Linked DNA regions of Mus musculus: regions 1 and 3 are each linked to region 2. A link is a contact called in public HiCAR-type and HiChIP or PLAC-seq data. All regions are on one chromosome and are shown on one strand. The core of a region is the stretch at or near the end of the contact, and the rest is flanking DNA. Distances in the headings are between cores, read along the strand shown.

Region 1 (4,426 bases), core at 847-3,346, 670 kb after region 2:
TGGTGTGTGCAGGACAGTCGTAATAGAGACTACTACATACAAAAAGAAAGAGCAGAGATAAGGACAGATACTTCCTTGTGCTAGTACCTGTTATTTAAAATAGAATCCCAGCCTGTGTTGATTCCCACCATTCTCCCTGCACTTAACATACCTTTCCCATAAACTGCTTGCTTTATTGATTGATTGATTGATTGATTGATTGATTGTACCTTCTTTTCTGCCTTTCTGTTCACTGCTACACTCTCCAGTTTTGGATGTCCTAACACACAGGAGGTACTCAATGTCTCTTGATTATGAGTCAAGGTCATGACTATACCTATATGTGCATGTGTGTGTGAGTGTGTGAGTGTGTGTGTGTTTAATTATCTGAGCTACATGTGGGACTGTGAAAAGTAGCCTCGTTCCCAGTTGAACTGAGGCTTGAAACCCTGGAACCCTGAAGGGAAGGTAGGTGCTTCACCTGTTCCGGGGCACCAGGCCCATCACTAGCCACAGCCCCCATAGATTTGTGACTATCAGTCACATGAGGGCAACACCCTAAGCCCCTCCACATGTAGAGGATGTGACCTGTGGCCACTTAGGCTCAAGACAGATCTCTATTTTAATGAGCTACCTAAAGGCCTGGAGGTTTAGCCAATAAGCTCTCCTTCCCAGACACTCCTCTCTGCAAAAGGTATTTAACCTCAGGCCCGCCCTGAGAAGTGGGGGGACGGTTTTACTCATCCACTTTCTGCCATGACATTAAATGCCTTAAAGCCATGGACTGCCTCTTTTCATTGGGATCTGCTGTGGAGAGCCATGGAGAAGGCTTTCGCCTATAGAGCCACCATCTAATCTCCAGTAAAAGGCCTCTCTGCGCTCCCAGCCACGACCACCACCAAGCCCAAGTTCAAGCCTGCTGTCTGTCCAACCAAGTCTCTCCCAGAGGGACTAGCGGGCGCTCCCCCTTTCCCTCCAGCCTGGGCTAGATGCAGTCGTTGGGACCCTACTCCATCCTCAGCTCTTCCACGGCTCCCAGCAGTGCCTGGGTGTCCAAGAGGCTGAGAACCAGATGGCTCAGGCCTCGGTCACAGGCCTGGGGAGCCCCAAGCCAGGTCCAGCGGTCCCACACCTCAGATTGCACTTCCTGGCTGGTGACAGCATGGGCTAAGCGTGGCCAAACTCCCTGCATCCTGCCTCCCCAAGTAGCCGAGCCCTGTGGCGGAGCAGACGTGGCACCCATAACCCTACAGCTACATTCATATATGAGAGGTAATTCTAGATTTCTCATTATTTAGCCATATTTCAGCAAGCCACTGATTTATTTAAAACCCTTCAATGTTTTCTCATTACCCTTAGAACAAAATTCAAAATCCTTATTATATATCAAAACCTTTTAGCCTTTCCTTTAGAAAGACCCACCGTCCTAATCTTTGGAGATAAAGGCATCTCAGAAACCTTAGCATTTGCCACAACACAGCTTCCCCACAGGGCTGAATCCTGTGTCATAGACCCCCATAGTATCTAGATTGTCTGTTTTCAAAAGCCTCATGGCTTTGGTATTTCTTGCTCGGTGCCTTCTGGATTTGACAGTAAAGTCTCTATAAAAACAGATCTGAAATGGCCTTGAGTGTCACTCTAGGATCCCTAGAGCCTAGCTCGGCGTCTGGAGAACAGCAAGGGCAACATTAATAAAGGCAACATTAATAGTTGCACTACTCAGCACTGGAAAACATTCCCCTTAGACAGTCCATACTCCGAATGTGCATTGTCCCCATCGTTCTGCCTTGACATATCCTGCTGTTACAAACATTGACCTGAGTATTTGGAAGAAACTGTGTAGGTTTCTTGTTAGTTATCTTTTTTTTTAGGTTCTTGGAGCAGATGATGGAGTTAAAAAAGAAACAAACAGACTTGGTTGTGTGTTGTTACCTACAAAAACTCTTTCTCCATTTCTGTCTCTCCCTCTCTTCGGGGCCGCTTGCACTTTCACCAGCAGCAGAAAAACAAGGAAAATAAGACAAAGAGCTTCCTGGTTTCATTGGATGAGCTCGGTGTCGCACTGTAACTCATCATCCAACATCTCTGTTCCCATGACTCAGGGATGGAGGCCGATGCTCTTGGTGCGTGCAGAAAGGGATTTTAGGCAGTGGGCCAGAGTTCCTTCACTCTCAGGCTCAAATGGAGTCTAATAGTCTGATTTGTTTTCCCATTTGTCAGTACATCTGGTTCACTTGAGGCTCCAGTTCTCTAGTATGACGGTAGAAAGAGTCCTTGGATTCCTTCAGGGAGAAGTCTATGTTAACAAGCTCGAATAGTTCTAGGCCGGTGAATACTGTATCCTCATTTGCATCTGTTTTGCTTGATGATGAGTGTGGGAGATTTGGAAAGAAAGGATGAAGCTCATGCCAAGTTGCAAACATCGATCAGAGAAATGTGGCTAGAATCCGAGACAGTGCTAAGTCTCACCCGAGATGTTCAGCCAGGATTTTAAGTGAGGCTGGTCAGCAGTGGGACTTAATTTCATCCAGCTCCCAAAGCTATTCATGGATATGTGTACAATCAGTGTGCAGGTGGGACTTAATATCTAAGGCTTTGCCCGTTGAGTTCGACAGAAGGAAGCATGTTTGTGTATTGGGTGACATGGGAAGGCAGCCCAGGAGTGACGCTGATTCTGGGACATGTGGTGGTCCTGGTGCTCTCCAAGTCGGTGAACAAAGGTGACAGACTGAGTTCACATCACTTCAATAAAGAAATGGCTTTGGTTATGCCGTAAAATAACACGAGGAAAGTGTGTCTTGATCAGTGAAAGCCAAAAAGTCACAGCCAAGACATACAAGAGTGGATCTCTATTGCCTGAAGGCATGAGAATGAAGTCTGCAGCACCCCAAACAGCAAGTCTCCAAGGACAAAGGACAGACAGGGAATTTATTTCACAAAGGCTAGGCATAGTCATCTGGAAAAAGCACTTCTGGGTGGATGCTCGGCTAGATTAGGATGTACACTACTGGGCATGTTTAAAGGCATGCTCAAAAAGCAAAGACATCAGTAATGGAAGGTCTGTAATGTTCTCTCCAGGACGGCTGGAAGAGTGACCAAGGTGCTCAGCTTGTCACAGATGCTGAATGGGAAGTCACAGGCAAATCTAGCTCGTGACATCATGATCTCGGGGAATCACAGTGACTTGAGGTTGGAAGAATCAAATGGCACACTAGGTCGGCCAGGCAGTAGGAAGGGGCAGTCACGCATTAGAGTGGGGCACAGAGGAGCCCCACCACACCACACCCACCCCGCCCCGCCCAGAAGCTCCCACAGTTGAAATCCTCCCTCTGTTGAAATCCCTTCCTCCCTCAAGGCTATTCTGGCCACCAAGGTGTGGGTGTGTGGAGTAGCCTGGACTTTTGCCCTCCTAGACCTGCCCCAGACTCGGAAAACCTTTCCCCAGATTTCTAGGCAAACGGTCCTTTTGAAAGCGAGTTAAGCTGGCAGTGGCGGCGCATGCCTTTAATCCCAGCACTTGAGAGGCAGAGGCAGGCGGATTTCTGAGTTCGAGGCCAGCCTGGTCTACAGAGTGAGTTCCAGGACAGCTAGGGCTATTCAGAGAAACCCTGTCTCGAAAAAAAAAGAGGAAGAAAAGAAGAGAGAGACACACACACACACACACACACACACAGAGAGAGAGAGAGAGAGAGAGAGAACAAGCAAACGGGTTAAGAGGGATTTGAAAACTGTCTGTCCCTGTGGCTGCTAACAAGAAGACAGGCTAGAATTGATTCAGTTTAATAGTTCTACGGTAGGGCAGGAGAGTGGCTGCATGACCTAGAATTTCCAGTTGCAGCAGCTGTCTGGACCCATTTGTAGCGGGAAGCTTTGACTAGTCTACAGCAGAAGCTGGAAAGAGAGTGGGCAAAGTGGAGGAAGGCTGCTGGAGATGTCAGAATGACGGCCGTGGAAGCAGCTAGCCTCCAGACTGAAGGTTCTCTAATGCTGGTCTATTTATTCATTGGTTCTTTGATCAACCATGTGAGGAAGCTTTGACTCTGAGAAGTCACATGCTATTATAAACCCTGACATCACCTGCTGCTGTTAAGACAAAGTTAGTGGTATGTGGCCCTAAAGAGCACCACAGGATTTCTAAAAGAACCTTAACCTGGGCTAGCATTCTTTTATAGATCAAGAGTCTTCCAGAGGTCCATCAATGGCATTCCCTTTGAAGAGAGCAGACAGTATTTAATTAGCCCAACACAAGCTCATGGCTAACAAGTTAGTTCTAATAAGTAAGTACCCATGCTTTAATAGCAGGTAGGTAGGTACTCTTCTCCATTAACCTTTAAAGAACTCAGCCTCTAAGTAGATGGGCCTCTGAAGTTTCCTTTTGCTCGCCTCACAGTCTAACAGTGATACTTTCATTGTCCTGGAAGGGTGGGGCATAGTGAGGCTGGACTAA
Region 2 (4,375 bases), core at 2-2,501:
GGCCAAGTCTGCCTGTACCCTTTACCCTGGCCTGAAATGCCTAGATGATAGCAGTACTAACATATAGACATCATAAGGCAACTAAAGCCTCATGAAGACTGCTGTAGGGAAATTAGCGTTTTATGTATGTATGTATGTATGTATGTATTTATTTATTCATTTATTTATTTAGTGTGTATAGTGTAACTGCATTGCTGTGAGTGTCGAGAAGGTCAGAGGACAATTGACAATCTTCTAGCTTGACAGCAAGTGCTTTCAGCCACCAGACTGTCTTACCAGTGCATAAGTTAGCTTTTGAATAAAGGCCTCTGGCTGCAAGCACTGATGAGCTGATTTTGAATATTAAACTATTGGGAGATGTTAACAGCCATCAGGAATCTACATCCCAGTGAGGGAGAAACCTACAGGAACAGGGCAGAGGACACTCGTTGCCTCCTGACTGTCGAGGTGACTCTGGGGACAGTATTTATTTTCTCTGTGTAGTTAGCTCTGCTGTTTGGAAAAGGAGGGGTTTGAGCAAACCCACCCCTCAAGCCCTGTACCTATGAAAATCTGTGCATAGTGGCTTATAGTAAAGTTGGCTTCATGTTATGAGACCTGTGCAGAAATCTTATCATGCAATCAGGCTGAGGTCCAGACTATATTGCACTGAGCTTTGGCTCAATAGTTACTCTGAGTATAATTTTAAATATATGCTTTAGCAGCATCAGAAGTTATACTAAGCTTTCAACTCTCCCCTGTAAGAGAGTCTCATCTCTGTTCACATATAGAGTCCTGGGAGCAACAGAATGTTCTGTGCATCATCTCCGGAGATGCTGGGCAGGGCAGGCACTCAGTATGATTTGATACCCTCTTACTTAACTGGATAGTTATTAATAAAACAAAAAAAATCCACCATAATTTCTGTGTGACATATATTTGGGACTATGTAGCTTAAAGCATGTGCCGTCTTTTTTCATTTTCTCTGTCTTTAGAATCCTAACTGTCAAGGATTATGTTCCATTGCCTGGTTTTACAGACATAGGAAGGAAACGGCATATCCTTCTCGCATCCACAGAGCCATCTGAGGTCACCCAAGGAGACAAAGCAAAACAAAACAAAACAAACAGAGAAGCATCCAAAAAGTCCCCTGCAAACCAGAGGCCTCCAGTCGAGGAAGCTTTCAGTAAATAATAGTCCCGCCCTGGGCCCTGCCAGGACAAGGGCAATAAACCCAGTAGCCATGAAGGGAAAACACAGACGGCTTGCTCATACTTAGTAAACAGAGCAAAGAACCGAGTGCCTAATACAGCCAGACGCTAGCAACCAGGTCACAGGATTGGAGGGCGGAAAAGACCTCTGACACCTCTTTTCCACAGCCCATGTCTGCTGCAGACAGAGAGATGATTATCCTGGGCTGTGGAAAGCAAAGTCCTGGGCTGCCTCACTTTCTAGGGCACTAACACCACGGTCCTGCCCGAGGCGGAGCAAGCCGGTCCGGTCTGTCTTTGTTTCATTTACTGTGATCTGATCCTCACAGAATGTGATGCCAGGAGGAAAAAGGAAGACACTGAAAAACACATGGGCCCCCTTTCCTAGAAAATGAAGAGAGGCCACAGTCTCCGGGAAGGAGAACTGTGCTCGGCAAGAGGAAGCTGTGTGGCAGGCCCCGCCCCGCAGCAAGGACCCACCATTGGTGAGCCCACCCTTGTAGCACCGGTCAGTTTTGAAAACTATTTTCTATTTTTAGTAAATAGGAATAGACTCAATAGGGTCTATTTATACTTTGTGCTACATTTAAATTCATCTCTCCTTTTTCTGCCTTCTGTGAAAATGGCATAATCTCTACTTGGTATTTATGAACTACCCATTTCCTGCATTTGGAAGTCTAGCTTCAAGTCAGTTTTGTAGCAGAGATCCCCAACTCCTAGGTCCATTAGCTCCTTGGGATGAACATGATTTGGAGACACAGATGTTAATGTTCCAATGTGATAAGGCGTTTTCTTCCAAAAAGCATACTGAGCTCAAAGCACAATGCTTGGCTTAAATCCAGAAGCCCTGGAAGAATTCTGTCCCAGTGTGTGGACTCCTGGCAGGTCACAGCTCTAGACCACAAAACTCCTCAGCACTAGCAACCACATAAGGGGCCATGAAGGGCTCGTGGAACAGACTCACAGTTCTGGCCCTGGCAACCATCTGTTTTACACTCTACCAAGAAAACCACTTCTTTATATTATTCTCTTTCTTTCTTTCCTTCCTTCCACTCTTCTCTCCTCTTTCCTTAACTCTCTCCTTTCTTCCTTCCCTCCCTCCCTCTCTTCCTGTCTCCCTCCTCCTTCTGCCTCCTCCATTCCCTTCTGCCTTCCTCCATCCCTCTTTCCCTTCCTTCCTCTCTTTACTGTACACCTCCCTCTCCCTCTCCCTCCCTCTTCCTTCCCCTCTGGCCCTCCCCCTTCCCTCTCTCCCTCTCACCCTCTCCCTCTTCTCCCCTTTTCGTTGTGGTGCTAGGAATTGACCCCAGGGCTCCACTTATCCTAAGAAGATGCTCTACCACTGAGCTAAAAGCCCACCTCTGCTTTGTTATTTATATACTTACAACTGTACAGTAGATATGGCCCTAGGAAAACTACGCTAAAGTTCTTGCCTGCCAAAAGACAAAATTTTAGAACATGCTTTTCTCTTCATTAGTCCTTTCAACTCTGCCCTCCAACCTTTTTTCCATGGAAGAAAAGCAGAAATTAAACAAAACATAGAATATTCTAGAATAGTTTCCATCCACTCAGCTCTAGCAGAATAAAGTTGATGTCCTCCAGAGCCCAAAACATATATTCTCCTTACCTTACCCTTGAACCTCAATAAGAAGTTTGGTAAAATATATAGCAAATTTATATTCCTTGCCAAATAATTCTTTCTGGTTCATTTTTTATGATTCTCCTTTGTAAAGACCAGAAAACAGAATGACAACCAACCCAAGTCCTCAGGGTCTTTCCAGTTGCCAAGCTTGCCTGCTTGCTCTCAGACAGATGTTCCACCTTCTGTTCCAACATTAACACAGAAGTCTCTGTACACATGTGCATATAAGCACACACATGCACACATAAGGGCAAGAGTACACACAGAGAGACAGAGGGATAGAGACAGAAATAGAGAGAAACAGAGAGAGATGAGAGAGAGGGGAGAGAGAGAGAGAGAGAGAGAGAGAGAGAGAGAGAGAGAGAGACTTTCCTACCTCATCAAATCCCATCTTGTCTGGATACTTAGGGACAACTGACACGAACTGGGAAGGCTCCATTGGAGGATGGTCAACTGAAAAATAGAAGAAACAGAGTGCTTTAACAGAGAAAGGGTCAGGAAATAGAATTCTACCGCCACTCCAGTCTCTAGGGCTGAGAGCCATGCTTGACAGTCAGAGTAGGGAACAATAGTTCTGAAGTTCCTCAGGGCTGAGCAGCTTCACAGGGGTCCTAATGGTCAGAGCGATGGCGTCAGAACACCTGTCCATTTGCACGTGGAAATATTTGTTCCATTTTCATTAACACTTACTCTAAGAATATGATGGGGGCAGTGTAGAGTGGCGGCTGAGAAAAGGCTCCGGAGTCAGACCCATGAACCCAACCCTTGGCCTAGAAGGCCTTGGAGATCTGTTTATTTATATGTAAGTTTGGGATAATACATGTATTTCTTAGTGTATTATAAGATTTAGGTAAGACCTGCATGCAAATCTATTCAGTATAGTAACAGAGTAAATACTTATAACTGTTACCTACTGTGACCCATGGGAAAGAACTATGAAACACAATCTTTTCCCTTGAAGAATGGTATTTTCTACTCTTTTAAAAGTTCCAAAGTCTGGACCTCTTTAATCCTAACTAAATAGGGGTAGCTATAGGTGTGTAAAATTCTCGTTTTAACCCCAGCTTAGCTCTAAGTGTTGGTTCCCTTTCTCAGAACTTAGTACAAGAATAATAAAATATTTCAGGTAGGAGGGATGTTGTATCAAATAACACATTTTTAAAAGTTACTTTGATGCTTTAAAAAAAAACACCTTCATATTCTATGTATTCTCATACTTGGGAATACTTTTGGTAAAGAACCTGAGAAGGTCTTGAAGGTTTATTAGTCTTATATAAATTCAAGTATTCATTTGATTTCCCTTCATATGATAAGATGACAAAAATTTTAAGTAAGAACTGGTTGCTGAAGTGCTTGAAGAACTATCAGTGAGGCTGGGGAGATATCTTAGTATAGTGCTTGCTACACCAGCATGGAGACCTAAATTCACCTATGTAAAATCCAGGTGCAGTTGTGCACGTCTGTAACTCCTGAGGCAGAGTGGGAGAGACAGACAGGCACCCAGAACTCATTGGCTAGCCAGTTCAGCCAACCAGCAAGCTCA
Region 3 (4,257 bases), core at 1,174-3,673, 810 kb after region 2:
TACCACAATGCTTACTCTCCCTCCAAGAATCCCATCACTTACTGAAGGAAGTGGTGGGGACCGTCATTACTTCCCCCTCTCTCCCCCTACACCTCCCTGTTTCTCCCTCCCTGCCTCGCCTCAAACTCTGTCCCTGGGCATCCAAGGACTGCATGCCACCAATAAGAAACCTCTCCTATGAGTCATCTGTTGTGATGCAGCTGAGCCCAAACTAAAGTCCAGTTTCTTTGTGAGCTGATGTCAGCCCTCTCTGTCAAAAGTAGCTAGTGTCTACATAGTCTGCTAATTCATGCGTATGAAAATGGCAATAGCTGGCACATAGCAAGATGCCGTTTATTTAAGGACATCACCCATTTCATTGAGAACTGACAGAAATTCCAGAGGGAAGTATCGTTATCACCTCATCTGACAGATGAGTCTGACAAGGTAGAGAAAGCAGAATTAACTGCCTATGGTCACACAGCTAGTGAGTGGAGGGTCCCGCTGAGAACTGGGTAGGTGTCTGACTCTGCATCCCACCTTGATGAGTTTGTTCCTGCATCTGAGAAATAACACATCACCAGAAAGGAGTGACTGTCTGTATAGTGGTGGGATTTAAGGTTTGGAGACGGCAGCTGGGGCTGAGGAACCTGCCTGGAATTCTGAAAGCCACATTGTGCGTCTTCCTGCCAGGTGGTAGTGGCACACACCTTTAATCCCAGCACTAAGGAGGTAGAGGCAGGCAGATCTCTGTGAGTTCCAGGCCAGCCTGACCTACAAAGCAAGTTCTAGGACAGCCAGGGCTGTTACACAGAGAGATCCTGTCTCGAACCCCTCCTACCCCGCAAAACCAAAACCAAAACCAAAACAAAACAAAACACAAAACCCCCAGAACATTATGTGTCTTCCTTCGTAAAACTAGCTTGTGGCCTTCTTTCTTTAGCTTCAGGTTTGCCGAGGGACTCCTCCTGTAGCCCAGCATCCTGACTACCTAGTGCAGGCTGGCCTAGAACTCACAATCCTGCCCCAGCCTCCTCAGTGGATGAGCCATCGCTCCAGCTAAAGCTAGCTCTCAGAGAAGGAAATGATAACAGAATGATAGAGGTTTCGATGTGGAAAATGAACTCAAAAATAATCTTGGACCCGCAAGATGGTTTAGAAAGCGGTGTTTCTCAACCTTCCTAATGCTGCGACCCTTTAATGCAGTCCCTCATGGTGTGCGACCCCCCCAACCTTAAATTTATTTTTGTTGCTACTTCATAACTGTGATTTTGCCACTGTTATGAACTGTAAGGTAGTTATTTTTGGAGACAGAGGTTTGCAGAGCGGGTCTCGAGCCGCAGTGGAGAACACTAATAAAGGTGTTCACTGGTAACCTTGACGGCCTGAGTTCAATTCCTGGGACTTGCACAGTTGAAAGAAAGAACCAACTCCTGCACGCTGTCCTCTGACCTATGCCATGGCACATACACATTCACACATATACATCCAATAAATCGGCAAATAAATGTAATTTAAAAAAAATCTAACCAGGCACTTTCGGGAGTAGAGCTCACTGTGGTAGAGTGTGCACTTAGCATGCATTGGTCTTAAGTTTGGTAAGTTTCATGCCCAGTAAACACACACACACACACACACACACACACACACACACCTAATCAAATTGTCAAGAAATCCATACCTAGAAAGGGAAAATGAAGGGGTAAACAGCAAGCCTCCACTGCAATAGGGCACACAGCTCTCTTGCTAGAAACTATAATCTACAGATAACTATAATCTACAGATAATTTATAATCTGTGTGTGGGGGCTCTATTAGAATGTAGGCAGCAGGGTCACTGCAGGGAGAGGCGGCATCATAGCTTTAGACCATCAGAATTACTCAGTCAACGTTAAATGGCTGACTGGGCGTAACTTAAGAGAATCAGTCGGCCTTGGCAGGTGACGATCAGCTAGCAGGTTATGGATTACCTCCTTTGAGGTTTTCTAGATTATAAAGCAGCAGGCGCTTAAAAGAGAAAACTCAGTTTCGGGCATAGCGTCTACAAGAGCTAAACACTCTCCATAGTGAGAGTACCAGGAAGCAATCCTAGGACACCTTCCACATTACAGAAGAACTGGCCTCTCATCAACATCGACACAGAGACTTGCTCAAAATGGAAAAAACTGGGAAAATGGCCCGTCCCACAAATCGAGTTTTCTAATTGAAGTATCTTCTTTCGTGTTATTTTTCTTGGCTTGGCAACCCACTCAGTGTTTAACCTCAGAGGATTAGAAAACGAAAATTAAGGTGGTCCTTAAAATTTTTGCTTTCCCCACAGTGTGTTCTCCCCACAGTGGGACTGTGATACGGGGCTCGGCACACTGGGAAGGACTGGACAGGGCGAGATGGAAACTGTAATTACCACGTGGAGATTCCAGATGACTCATGCACTCTTATTTTTAACAGCTGTTTTCATTTCCAATCTACGGAAACAGAGAGGGGAAAAAATGTGACTGTGGATGCGGATGGGGTGGGTATGGCCAGAGCTGCCAGCCAAGGAGCGAGGGTTTCAGTTCCTTGGTGCTTTATGAGCAGTTCAGCTGACCTCAGAAACTGGAGGAGAGAGTTTATATCCTGTCCACAGCCGGCTATGTCTATGTCCAAACAAGCTGGCCTGTGCATGGACAAGTGTAGCACTAAAGATATGGGGTGGGAGGGGGGAAGAAAATAGAATTTGGAGACAATGATATTAGCTTGACAAAAGTCAAAGAAGGGGTGTCAGGAAGTGAGCATGCGATGGTGCAGGAATGAAGAGCCTCGCCTCAGGCAGAGAAGAAAGGGATAAGGAACTAGGCGCCCACAGAAGAAGTCACAGTCAGTCAGCAATGGAATCCGGAGACAGAGAGCTCTCACCATTAGGACAAATGAAATCTTAAATTCCCCTCTTGGATAGTGGGAGACAGATCTAATTTGCCAATCTGTTATTAGATTTTTTTTCAGCTTATAAGCTAATTAAACAAATTGATTTATGGAGAAAAAAAAAAACAAACAAAGAAAAAACTTGGAGAAGAGATGTGCCACAGGGTAAGTTTCTCTGTGAGTGTCTGCTCTGGTGATGAGGAGCAAAACTCAGAAGACCATCGCCAGCTCAGTAAGCAAACAGAATGAAGTCTGCCAAAGACAGAGGAGTGCTGTGCTGAGGTAATCCGACCTCCATTGTTCCTCCTCGGTTGTTTGCAGAGGCAGAGCTGAACTCATTACAGGTGCTTGAGAGAAAGCAGATTACCCGTTACTTCATCAGCATCCTGTGAGGAGGTCTCAGGGGAACACACTGTACCTTCTTAACTACCCTCTCTCCTGCCAATAAGCAATCTGAGGGTTTTTAGTTCGGTGGCCTTCGGGAACTTCCTGCTCTTCCGCAAAGCTTTCCCTCTGCAGGAAGACTTAGGGCAGGTAGCAAGCGGGCCAGAATTTCCTTTTCCCACATGGTCTAACTTAAAGACTCCACAGGGGGCCGGGTGTGCAGGGGAGCAACTGAGGCATCTGTTAAAGCCAGATGGAGAAAATGGGGGGGGGGGAGTTCATGTCTTAGCTGAAGGTCACACAGCTGGCCAGAGTCAGAGCCAAGGGGTGTGTCCTGCGTGGCCTTGGCATTCACGGCTATTTAAACCATAGACTATGAGAATCAGGAGTGATCTCAATGCTCACTGACCGTGAGGTTTTCAGTGTTGAGAACCTTCAGAAGGCCAGCCTTGGCTCAAATAGATCTAGTGACAGAAAGTTCAGAATTTAATGAAATGGTTCTTTTCCATTCCAGAACTACTCTAATTATTTGAAAATTTAAATGTTTACCACTTCTTTTGAGCCACTATGTTTACACACACACACACACACATACACACACCATCCACTTTGTCTCTGAGAGTAAATTAGTTCTCATTACTCCTCTTCCATAGCTGGGCTGATTCCCAGGTACCCACAGAGTGGACTAACTTTCCCTCAACTCCTCTTTAAACAACTTGTTTACCTTTGGATCTTTCTACTTTTACCCTTCTTTTCTCCCCCCCTGATGGGCTCTAAGGTATCACACTCTTCGTCCTAGCACCCACCACAAAACACGTGATACTCTCTGCCCCTTTCTGGTTTCTTCTTTAATGTGGCCACAGCATCCGGGTGACTCACACATTTCTTTTAATCCAATCAAATCCATAAACTTCTTCTCATATGAGATGCTTGCCAACCTAAGCGTCCCCTGACTTGCACTTCTACTTTTGAGATCAGGCCAGCTTTTAAAGCT

What was found. HiCAR-type assays count read pairs that join an accessible place to other places. HiChIP or PLAC-seq counts read pairs in DNA pulled down with a chosen protein or histone mark.
Region 1: a HiCAR-type map of fibro-adipogenic progenitors shows a contact between it and region 2, with 6 times the contacts expected there. The contact joins two enhancer-like sites. A contact is called at or near these places in 34 of 484 Hi-C or Micro-C datasets (the 63-12 cell line, the AML12 cell line, the BV-2 cell line and 21 more) and 3 of 115 datasets of contacts at active chromatin or transcription factors (bone marrow-derived dendritic cells, embryonic stem cells and fibro-adipogenic progenitors).
Region 3: a contact with region 2 is called in a FOXA1 HiChIP or PLAC-seq map of pancreatic cancer cells. The contact joins two enhancer-like sites.

Annotation. Positions count from the first base shown.
Region 1 is chr1:151,823,016-151,827,441 of GRCm38.p6, reverse strand. No RefSeq gene overlaps it. Among named protein-coding and RNA genes, the nearest start is that of Edem3, 70 kb to the right of the region's middle. Within about 2 kb of position 2,096, at least 12 of the 459 cell types and tissues checked have an H3K27ac peak or open chromatin away from gene starts, as enhancers often do. A contact at or near this core is called in fibro-adipogenic progenitors, where this site is marked.
Region 2 is chr1:152,494,712-152,499,086 of GRCm38.p6, reverse strand. Colgalt2 (collagen beta(1-O)galactosyltransferase 2) reads right to left here. Exons shown (of 12, transcript NM_177756.4): 7 at 3,209-3,285. Among named protein-coding and RNA genes, the nearest start is that of Gm51749, 43 kb to the left of the region's middle. Within about 2 kb of position 1,251, at least 72 of the 459 cell types and tissues checked have an H3K27ac peak or open chromatin away from gene starts, as enhancers often do. A contact at or near this core is called in fibro-adipogenic progenitors and pancreatic cancer cells, where this site is marked.
Region 3 is chr1:151,685,112-151,689,368 of GRCm38.p6, reverse strand. All of the region lies in intron 5 of Niban1 (niban apoptosis regulator 1), which reads right to left. Among named protein-coding and RNA genes, the nearest start is that of Gm41969, 50 kb to the left of the region's middle. Within about 2 kb of position 2,423, at least 160 of the 459 cell types and tissues checked have an H3K27ac peak or open chromatin away from gene starts, as enhancers often do. A contact at or near this core is called in pancreatic cancer cells, where this site is marked.